Regions from separate parts of the Hordeum vulgare genome. Here region 2 is linked to region 1. A link is a contact called in public Hi-C data. All regions are on one chromosome and are shown on one strand. Each heading gives the region's core, a stretch centred on a gene start, on an enhancer-like site or on the middle of the called end of the contact. The rest is flanking DNA. Distances are from core to core; before and after follow the strand shown.

What was found. Hi-C and Micro-C count contacts between places; a contact is called where the count stands out from the background.
Region 2: a contact with region 1 is called in a Hi-C map of leaf, with 2.2 times the contacts expected there. The contact joins the promoter of LOC123407279 here to the promoter of LOC123410152 in region 1.

The regions. Positions count from the first base shown.
Region 1 is chr7H:153,321,889-153,327,893 of MorexV3_pseudomolecules_assembly, reverse strand. LOC123410152 reads left to right here and starts at 2,145. Exons shown (of 3, transcript XM_045103048.1): 1 at 2,145-2,335. The coding sequence starts at 2,183.
Region 2 is chr7H:153,463,092-153,469,096 of MorexV3_pseudomolecules_assembly, reverse strand. LOC123407279 (formate dehydrogenase, mitochondrial) reads left to right here and starts at 3,085. Exons shown (of 6, transcript XM_045100381.1): 1 at 3,085-3,258; 2 at 3,426-3,597; 3 at 4,293-4,833; 4 at 4,916-5,040; 5 at 5,442-5,554; 6 at 5,890-6,005. The coding sequence starts at 3,190. The coding sequence ends at 6,003.

The sequences.
Region 1 (6,005 bases), core at 896-3,395:
GACAATTGTAAGATTGTTATCCCAAATAGGAGTATCGGACAAATTAGAATAGATAAGTAAATTCATATGACTCATGTGAAAAAATTGATTCATATGTTCAAATATTAATTCCCATCATATCCACATAAATCAAATTAACAATACTGAAATTACGAAGTCAACCATACCTAATTGTGCGAATGAGAAAATAAGAGTTAATTAGACCGTATGTGCCATCATTGTTGAATCCGTCTGAAAAATATATAGCAGCCATGATGGAAACCAGAACCACACTCAAAGAGATCTATACCACATCATCCGCAAAAAATAGAAATCTGCATCACATCAACGCCTTATCAACAATTTCCTGTAAACCTGTTTGAGAATTTGGAAATCGGGATTAGAAGAAAAGAAACAGGAAGAAGAATATGCTAGGGAAGAGAGTGCAACGAGACATACTTGCCGCCGCAGTCATTGAGTCGTTCATTTAGCAAGAGCCTAGAGGGCAGGGAAAGACCGAACGGTCTGAAGTTACAGGAGGAAATCATGATTTGTTTTTTTTTGAGGGGTAGGAAATCATGATTAGTGAATCGAACGATTCCTTTCCTACCCAACAGTCTCCAAGTGCTTGCAAACATGGCCACACCCATTGTATCTACTTTTACAGTTTTACTTCTTAGACTTAGCAGGAGCGCTGCCGCTGAGATTGGCTTCAAAAATAAATTCGCTCGAGTGTTGCCGCTGAAGACCTGTATGCCTAAGTATATACCTGGGAGGCCCCCCTAACTTTTGGGGGGCCCGGGACGGCCGCCCCGCTCGTCCCTCCCTTGGGCCGGCCCTGGTGGCGGCCCCGGGCGGTGGCGGACAGTGAGGCCCAGATCATCCTCGGCTGCATAGCATGGGTGTACCCATGTCCAAGACGGAGCTGCTCCGGCGGGTCTGACGTTCGACCCCAGATCCTGTTCGGTACAGGGACGGTGAAGAGTGTGCTTGGGATTCATCCTAATGTCTCTTCCGACATGGCGCGATGGGGTGGCAGCCCTCTCTCCATGTTCTAGTTGTGGCGCCCTTCGGCAGTGGCCGGAGCATCAGGATACACTATGGTGGCAGTGCGATTGTGGACGATCGCTGGATCTGGACGGCCAACTCTGGGGCTTTGAAGGTGGTCTTGCAGATGCACAGGTTGTGAGTGGGATGTTCTTGCAATGGATCCGGGTGAAAACCCACCGGTGATGGTGACGCCCTTTACATTGTTTCCTTCGTAAAGGCGTCATCGAGGTGAAGCTCCCAACTCCTACACCTGCCTCCAGGGGATAACCCTTGATCAAATGATGGCGGCGCTCTTGTGTCGTTTCCTCCTTGGTGTGTGCATTGGGTCGAGGGATCGGTGGACGGTTTTAATGGTGGATCGGCGTCTCATGTCACACATTGATGATGTGGAGTCTCGGCAATGTGATGCAGGAGGGTATCGACGACGGTTGTATGATGATGGACATGCGGAGGGAGGTGACGTTGTCTGGCACCGTGGTGGCTTCAACGGAAGACCTGGCAAGGTCAATGCGTGAGTGCCTGCTCTAAAAATGGATCGGTGGAAGACGGCAGCGGCGGCTTCTCAGAGTGCGCCAGACCTGTGTGTACCCCAGACTCGACAAGAAGCTTGGTTGGACCTTCGGTTTTAGATGTTAGCCGTTCCTGCGAGGTCTTGCTTGGTATTCGCCTCGAACATTCGGCACCCCTTCATCAAGTGGTTAGAATTAGCGACAAATGTTGCAAAGATGTCAGACATGCATACTGATGTATTATTTTATAAGGTCTTTACGAATAATTAATAAATTAACTGCATGTATCGTCCAGATGCAGAGACAGGTGTCATCCTCCTTTTCAAAAAAAAAAAAAAAAAAACTTGTCAGCCTAAAAACCTTGGACAATGGAAAATGGGGAAGGCAACTATACAGTGGCCGTGAAAAGTAAAACTTAGATACATGACAAACATTCTACGTCCCTATCCGTGTAAATTCAATTGCACAGGTGGCCACAAGCACCAAATCACATAGTCCATGCAACCTTAGCGGCCTGGCTAGTTGCACAAGTGGTCGGTAGCCCCACTGTCATGTTTCATGCATGTGCATACGCCAAATCGATGGGTCTATAAGAAGAGAGGTCTGGGTCTTTCAAGAAGGGAAGTCTAGTTGGCTTCACGAGCATGAAGAGAAGGGGAGGAGACGGAGGGGCGACGAACATGGCGTTCGGCAGGAACGATGCGGGGAGGAAGGCGAGTGGGAGCACGGAGGTGGAAGATCTGTGCTCCAAGCTCACGTCTCTGCTTCCCCAAGACTATCAGCTGGACGCCTCACAGGTACGTAAAAGATACTATAATACTTCATAAGTTTTTTGCAAATCCGTAGTTGAGCGTGCGAGAATAAAATTTGGGTTCATAATCCGCTGAAAAGTTATCCGGGAATGCAATCGCAACCTATTTGTTGATGTATCTTTGGGTATTTCTAAGCTGTCCATTACTTTATTTTCTTCCAAAACATGATGTTGCCGCTCAGTTCGATGATCTAACTATTGTGCTCGTCAGATATGCTGTGTTTTGTCCCGGCAGAAATTAATCTCGTTTTCTTTAATATAAACTCACGATTAACAAATAGCTTTCTCCAGTTCAATCCCTCTACTGATTTATCAGCTAAAAAGCTTATCTTCGATCTCGGTGTATCAGTGGCGGCTCTACCCACAAGCTGTGATGCCAAGCGACATCATAGCATGTTTCATGACTTCAAATGTATTGTTACAAAGTGCATACAACTATCGGCTGCTTTTATTGATTGACATACACGTACTATATAAGAAACAAATAAGCTCATAACATAAGAGAAAAGAAGTAAGTAGAGGACTAACGTCCGAGTGTGACCTAATAAACTATTGATCTCGAGAAGTATCTACAGAAAAAGGCATCTTGCCCCGCTTCATAAATAAAGTCAACCACGATACAACCACAACTGAAACCGGACGTTCAAATAAACAACAAGGTTCAGATGAAAATAAATGAGATAGTACTAGCTGGGGGCACAACAAAAGAAGCCTACTAAATGATACTCCGTTCATCCGATAATACTTGTTAAAGGAATGGATGTATCTAGATATATTTTAATTCCAGATACATTCATTTGTATATATTTTTGTGATAAGTAATTTCAGATGGAGGGAGTACATATCTGTTGAGTAAATAGGCAATTTTCCGAGTAGATTAATCCACAAAATAATAACTAGCATGGCATTGACTAGACTAATGACATACTGATCTTGAGCTAACCTAGCACATACTACGCATATAGTGGATACATCTATGCAAACAAGTAGTACTGCTAGAATAAATACGAACAAGAGGATAAACGAGTCATACCCTCCAATCGGCCAGTTGGCCGTAGCAGCAGCAGCGGCGGCGGAGGCAGTATCCTCTGCCGTCTTCTTCTCGGCTTCCTCGCGGAGACGATCAGCTTCGCTTGGTGAAGACATGGCGATGACGAGGGCGACGCGGACGTAGACGAAGCAGACGGACGGAGGCGAGCAGTCGCGTGATCGCTCCCCAAAAACCTAATCGCCCCTCTCCCGTACAGGAACCGGAGAGGCGAGGTTTCGGAGGCCTGCTCTCCTGTTGACCGTGTACGCGGTAAACGGGACGGAGTCGCCGGCGGCAGCAGCAGTTCAAGGAACGAACGCGTGAGGCAGATGTGATCTGATTTCGTGACGGCTAGGGTAGGCGATCGCGTGCCGTATTCTCCGTTCCTGACCAGCAAAAATAAGCGCGTAGGTATGAGCTCGGCTCGGCTCATTCCCGCAACCCGCGTCGCGTCGCGTCGCGTCGTGACGAGGCGGGCGGCGGAGGAGGAGTGCGCGAGGGCACCTTCTCTTCTCACTCTCCAATAGCATGTGGAAGAGAGACCCTTATAAAGGGGTCCAAACTCTCCTCCACTAGCGGGGTGGGACTAAACTCCCACCACCTTGCCATGCCACCACCTACATGGGCCCTTGTAGATTTTCTGAAATTCTCTAGTGGGCCTAAGGCCCACCTCCAAATTTCAACAATCCCCCACCAGATCTCAAGGGCACATCGTGTTCCCTCGTTCCAATCACTGTTTTAATATACCAGCATTTCAGTGAAGACCTGTTAAGGTTGAGCTTCACCTAGAACAAGTAGCTACACCCCTTCACAACTGAACAATGGACTATGCCTTGAATTGTCAGTTTGGCGTAAAGGAGCTTCACCACAAATCTTACTAGTACTAGGCTGCCGAAGGTGACCCCTCGGGTGGAGCATATTAGTCACACTCCTGGCCTATTCATGAGTTTACTAGAGATCACCCAAATCTCATAGACTGTGACCAGCAGTCAAGCTCATATAGGTGTGTTCCTCCAAAGATCGCTCTGTAGGACAGCATCTTGCTTACATATAAGCTTTAGAACACATTAAGACAGTAGTCATCCTACCATACAGTATCCGAGAGTATTGCATCTCCAACGGAGTGGGTTAGTAAAGTTACTCTCCTCAGTTCACCACTGGCTTGTTTTCCCAGGTCCTACTTCACGGGATCTCCGATCATATAGGTTAGGTTACTACCATGGCAACTCATGTGGGTCTCACACCCATCTCCCTCGATGCACTATCTATCACAACACGTGATAGCCCTTTAGTAAAGGGATCTGCCAGATTCTTAGCCGTTTGGATATAATCCAACGCTATCACTCCGGAGTTTCTCAAACGTCTGACAGACTTCAATCTCATTCTTATATGTTTGTTGGACTTCATATTGTCCTTTGAACTCTTCACTTTAACAATAACCGTCTGATTATCGCAGTTCATAAGGATAGCCGGAACCGGCTTCTCAACCACAGGTAAGTCCATCAAAAGATCTCGAAGAAATTCTGCTTCGACACCAGATGTGTCTAATGCTGTTAATTCTGCTTCCATTGTCGATCTTGTTAAGATCGTTTGCTTGCAAGACTTCCAGGAAACAGCACCACCCCCAAGAGTAAACATATACCCAGTAGTGGCCTTCATCTCATCAGCATCAGAGATCCAATTCGCATCACTATACCCTTCAAGTACTGATGGGAATCCCGTATAGTGAAGCCCGTGGTTGACAGTACCTTTCAAGTAGCGCATAATTCTTTCAACAGCACGCCAATGAACATCGCCCGGGTTTGCAACAAACCGGCTAAGTTTGCTCACAGCAAACGCGATGTCAGGCCTCGTTGCGCTAGCTAGGTACATAAGTGAACCGATAATTTGAGAGAATCTCAATTGATCTATAGCTGTGCCTTTAAACTTTCGAATAAGCACACTAGGATCATATGGTGTTTGACAAATGTTGCAGTCTGAATATCCAAAGCGACTCAAAATCTTGTCAACATAGTGGGATTGCAGAAGTGTAATCCCACCCTCATCATCTCTCAACAGCTTGATGTTCAAGATAACATCAGCCACCCCAAGGTCCTTCATTTCAAAGTTTTGAGACAGAAAAGACTTAACCTCCTCAATTACTTTGAGGTTGGTTCCAAATATCAGTATGTCATCAACATACAAGCACAATATAACTCCTTCGCCCCCACCATGGCGATAGTATACACATTTGTCAGCTTCATTAACAACGAAGCCAACAGATGTCAGAGTTGTATTAAACTTCTCATGCCATTGCTTAGGTGCTTGTCTCAGACCATATAAAGATTTCAGCAACTTACACACCTTTCCTTCCTGACCTTCTATCACAAAGCCATCTGGCTGTTGCATATAGATTTCCTCATTTAGCTCTCCATTCAGGAAAGCCGTCTTAACGTCCATTTGATGAACGAGAAGACCATGAGAGGCCGCCAATGAGAGAAGTACTCTAATGGTGGTCAGTCTAGCCACAGGTGAATAAGTATCGAAGAAATCTTCCTCTTCTTTCTGGGCATAGCCCTTGGCCACAAGCCTAGCCTTGTACTTTTCAATCGTACCGTCGGGCCTAAGCTTCTTTTTGAACACCCAC
Region 2 (6,005 bases), core at 1,836-4,335, 140 kb before region 1:
CCCCAGACACACCCGCCGGCGGTCGTTACTCCTCGCGGGATCTAGACTAGCCCCACATATCAATACTAGTCTTTTCTGCGCACTTTGTCCTCACTCATGCGCACCCGGGATCAACTTCCTGGTCGGTCACCCATCCTAGAACTACTCCAAGCCGAGCACGCTTAACCTAGGAGTTCTGTTCGAATGGGCTCCCGAAAAAGAAGGAATTCCTTATTGATATAAGTAGTCTATCATCCCTAATAAGCCATGCTATCACATGAGGCCAGCCCAATAAGTCTATTTCGGCCAAGGCAAAAATAAGGAGGAAAAGGAAAAAAAGAGAAGGAAGGAGGTGGACAAGATGGGAAGGAGTTCTCCACCAAACCGAATTGGAAGAGGACTCCTCCCTCCTTGCGTCGACCGAAGCCTCCTCCTTGGTGTAAGAGGCAAGTCGCCCCTCCCCTTGGTTCCTCCTATATATAGTGGAGGTTTGAGAGGGTTTTTGCACCTCAGGCCTTTGTGCAACCCTCTCTCCCTCCACTACTTCGTGACACCTCGTAGCTAGATTGGTACGGCTCGTCGAAGCCCTGTCGGAGTAGCTTCACCATCATCACCACCATGCCGTTGTGCTGTTGGAGAATTCAGCTACCTCTTCGTCTCTCTTGCTGGATCAAGAAGGCGGAGATCCTCATCGAGCTGTATGTGTGCTGAACGCGGAGGTGTCATCCGTTCGACGCTAGATCGGGACGGATCATGGGACGCGGCGATTTGGATCGCGAAAATGTTCCACTACATCAACTCGTTTCTTAACGCTTCCTTCTTAGCGATCTACAAGGGTATGTGGATCCGATCTCCCTCCCGTAGATGGTCATCACCATGATAGGTCTTCGTGTGCGTAGGAATTTTTTTGTTTCCCATGCAACATTCCCCAACACTTTTCCATAAGCATGTATGACTATATATGAAATACATGCCTACATTATATTGATGAATTGGAGCTAGTTCTGTATCACCCTATGTTATGACTGTTGCATCATGAATGCCATCCGACATAATTATCCATCACCGATCCATTGCCTACGAGCTTTCCACATATTGATCCTTGCTAAGTTACTTTTCCGTTGCTATTGTTACAATCACTATGAAACTGCAACTCTCACGTTTGCCACTGTTACCGTTACTTTCATATTACTTTGCTACTAAATACTTTGCTGCAGATATTAAGTTTTTTAGGTGTGGTTGAATTGACAACTTAGCTGCTAATACTCGAGAATATTCTTTGGCTCCCCTTGAGTCGAATCAATAAATTTGGGTTGAATAATCTACCCTCGAAAACTGTTGCGATCCCCTATACTTATGGGTTATCAATGGCGGGGATCCGGCAGGCTCGGCGAAGGATTCAACAAGTGGCGTGGGGAGCAACTAGGGTTAGAGTTTGGGTGGAGGCGGCATAGAGGAAGGGGTCGGACGCGTGAGTGCGGGAGGAGGCGGCTAGGCTCTCTCCACAGGAGTGTCTCACCCTTGTCACTATTGGGTATTTTTTCCAAACAGGTAAATCTTAGAAATGCCCCCGACGGGCTTTGAGAATTACACGTGGTGGCATCCCAGTTTGACACTATTAATTGCTCCAACGTTTAATTTTAATCCGACGGCCATGATCTTTCACGCATGAGATCAAACGGACGACATGCGCCTAAAAATCAAGATGGACGGTCGGATGTGCCTGAGCTCTGAGAACGTCTGTAGCTTGCCTCGGTACTTATTTTTGGATAGGGACAATTACATTTGAGCCCCTAGTTGTGTCACACCCGTTTGATTTGCCCCTAGATTCAAAAAAACCTTCGTTTCTGTCCAAGCTTGTTTGCTCCACTTATGCTTTTGCCCTTTGACCCTTTGACCGTCACTTTGAAAACTTCATAACGAATTCGTACTAACTCAAAAAAGTTCAAACAAGATATCAAAATATTCAGAAAACATCACCTACATCTGAACGTCATTTACATCCATGAAAAACATGCTCAAAAGTCCACATCACAATTTGAGCTCATATGATGTTATCACAAATAGTAAAACCCAAAAAAAATTGAAAACAAATTCAAAAAATTATGATTTTTTTTAGTGGCGATTGCAAAGTTTCATCCGGGAATGAAATTTGTGGAAGTCGTGGCAAAAAAGAAACAAAATCAACACTCCAAAATGCTTTTGGTTTGGAGCATCAATTTGTTTTTTGTGCCACGACTTTCATGAATGTCATTTCCAGATGAAACTTTTCAATCACTCAACACATTTTCAATGTTTTTCATTAAAAAGATTCAGAATATTTTGAATTTGTTTTCTTTTTTTTTTGAATTTTACTATTCTTGGTGATATCATATGGACTTAAATTGAGATAGGGACTTTTCAACACTTTTGTCATGAATTTAAATAACATGCAAATATATGTAATGTTTTTCCAAACATTTTAATATCTTATTTGAATTTTTTTAGGTTAATATGCTTTCGTTATGAAGTTTTTAAAATGATGGTCAAACGGTCAAAGAACAAAAACATAAGAGGAACAAACGAGCTTGAATAGAAACGAGGGTTTTTTAAATTTAAGGGCAAATCAAACGGAATGTAATTGTCCCTTTTGGATACGCATTTGCAAAAAAATGGAGCTGGTGGCAAATGCTCCCAACCAGCACTCCCCCGCTCCGAGATCATGCACGCATGACTCACATAAACAATCCCCGAGGCGGCAAGAAATGTGCGTTCCCAGCGTGCTTCGGTTCGTTGATCCTTCACCACACCAGCCGCTAGCTAGCCGGACACGGCACTGATCACGGCATCTTCTCGCCCGCTTTTCCAGTAGACAACTACTGGCACTTTCATCGGCCCAAGTCATTTTCCAACCAGAACAGAAGCCAAAACAAACCACTATGCACACCACACACAGACACGTGGGGCATCAGCGAGAACCGGGCCCACAGGTCATCGTTGCCTTCACGCTTCCGTCCGGGACCACCACCGCCGCGCGGCGCAGGCAGCCCGTGCACGTGGGCGCCGAGGCGGTCCACCTGTCGGCGTGACGGCGCGGCGGCTTTATCTACCCGTCCCGTCCGGCCCTCACTCTGTGTGCCATCACTCCCATCGCTTCCCCTGCCTCGTCCGCCGTTCCCCGTGAGGTGATTGGCAGATTGCTTCTTCCTCCGCCGGGATCCCTCCGTCTCCATGGCCGCGATGTGGAGGGCCGCCGCGAGGCAGCTCGTCGACCGGGCGGTCGGATCCAGGGCCGCGCACGTACGTGGATGCCGTCCGCTCCTCGCCTCGTCCCCTTCTTTTTTTCGTGAAGTTTTTTTTTCGCTCGGTTTGCTTCCTGCAAGTTTCGGTTGCTGAAGAAGTGCCGCGGTTGGCTGGCGGGACTCTGAAGAATGCCGTGTTTTGATTTCTGTCTTCCCGTTCCGCAGACGTCTGCAGGCAGCAAGAAGATCGTCGGCGTGTTCTACCAGGCCGGCGAGTACGCCGACAAGAACCCCAACTTCGTCGGCTGCGTCGAGGGTGCCCTCGGCATACGCGACTGGCTCGAGTCCAAGGGGCACCACTACATTGTCACCGACGACAAGGAGGGGTTGAACAGCGGTCAGTACCCAGGATCATACCCAATTTTTCTCATGTTTTCAGTTTCCTACTATAATTTATTAGTACTCGCTCCGTTCCAAAATAAGTGACTCGTTTAGTATAAAGTTAGTACAAAGTTAAGTCACTTATTTTGGGACTGAGGGAGTATTTGTTAACGATTCTGTAAAGCAATTCATGTGCTTCTCTCTGTGAACAATTTGTGAATATATTGTACTATACATCAGATACAAATCTCAAAACGGTAAAGCGTAGTGAACTTGGCAGGACTTGTCAAAACACCTATGGAACTTGGCTGTGCAGTGTTTTACTGAACTGATATATCAATCCTGAATTATATTGGTTACTGTGTAGTCAGTAATGCTATGAGTATATCAGATAGACTACTCTGTTTTCGTTTTACTGATGACAGCTAAGAGTAATTTTCATCTGTTCCGTGTGAATTGTGAAAGGGGAGATTTGCTTCTTCTAGTTTGTATAGCAATTTCCCAAACTAACTGGAAGTATACACACCATGTCAGCTGTGCTGCAGGATCAATTCAAATGCCTATATATATTCCAATCTAGCTTATATGTTTGGACTTGTGTTAGTAAAATGAAATTAATATGATACTTATCTTCTTCGATGCTTTTATATCTCTGATTATTACTATCTGACTCTTAACGTGTGAATAAAATATTTCTGTTCTTGTCCCCAGAGCTGGAGAAGCACATTGAAGACATGCATGTCCTGATAACCACCCCATTCCACCCAGCCTATGTTACTGCAGAGAGGATCAAGAAGGCAAAGAACCTCGAGCTGCTTCTCACAGCTGGGATTGGCTCGGACCATATTGATTTGCCAGCTGCTGCTGCTGCAGGCTTGACTGTGGCAGAGGTCACTGGAAGTAACACCGTCTCTGTGGCAGAAGATGAGCTCATGCGCATCTTGATTCTGCTCAGGAACTTCTTGCCTGGCTATCAACAGGTCGTTAAAGGTGAATGGAATGTTGCAGGCATTGCCCATAGGGCTTATGATCTTGAGGGAAAGACCGTCGGAACTGTCGGGGCAGGTCGTATTGGCAGGCTCTTACTTCAGCGCCTGAAGCCCTTCAACTGCAACCTGCTCTACCATGACAGACTTCAGATCAACCCAGAGCTTGAGAAAGAAATTGGGGCGAAATTTGAAGAGGACCTGGATGCTATGCTTCCAAAGTGTGATGTCGTTGTGATCAACACACCTCTTACTGAGAAAACTAGGTTTCCATTCATCAGACTCGTTCTTTTCCATTATCTTATAATAATATACAGTTCTGTAAATTCTGTTTGGTCCTTCCTTCAGAGGCATGTTCAACAAAGAAAAGATTGCGAAGATGAAGAAAGGTGTAATCATTGTGAATAACGCTCGGGGCGCAATCATGGATACCCAGGCTGTTGCTGATGCTTGCTCCAGCGGTCACATTGCTGGTACCATCCTTTCACTCTTGCTGTTGGCCCTCGCAAAAAAAAAAAATACTCTTGCTGTTGGGGTCTATGAAATACATCGTTTTATTTGAGTCTGTCATGCCTCACATTTACCTGGGGTAATATGGTAAAATTTCGAAATCAATATAACATAATGCAGTAATGTCAAGTACTTCATTATGCCAATTTGTAGTTAACTATTTCTTAGTGTTAACAATAACAAAGGGTGATCTATGCCTCTGTGAATTCTGTTTCTTGCCATGGCACTTGTTTCTTTGATGGCTATTATTATTGTGTCCTATTTTGAATTGTGTCCAAGATTAGGATAATGATGCAGTACCTTATATTTTTGTCTTGTTTGTTTTTCCTTTTTCTACTCAATGTAACTCATTCCTGATTTTCAGGATACGGAGGTGATGTCTGGTTCCCCCAACCCGCACCCAAGGATCACCCATGGCGCTACATGCCTAATCACGCAATGACCCCTCACATCTCTGGGACTACAATTGATGCACAGGTTAGCTTCTGTGTTTTTATCTCAGTATAGGCCTTCCAGCGTATCATCATTTGCAGCACTTTGTGTTCTGATACCCAACCGTATGCTTTGAGAAATTCTAGTCACTAATCAGTTATTCTGAATGGATTCTGCATATGGTAACTTATGTTTTCCTTGACAAGTGGAGAATCAAGGAATAATCCATATCAAGAGCAATGTACATACAATTAAGACAGTAGGGCAACCTTAACCATCAGACATATGCAGCCTAGATCCGTTTACACATGTTTATCCCTTACCGCGCTTTGCTGCTGACTGAACGGCCGTGTTTCTGATGTGGATGGCAATTGCTGCAGCTGAGGTACGCGGCTGGAGTGAAGGACATGTTGGATAGGTACTTCAAGGGCGAGGAGTTCCCCGTGGAGAACTACATCGTCAAGGAAGGCGAGCTCGCCAGCCAGTACAAGTAGTA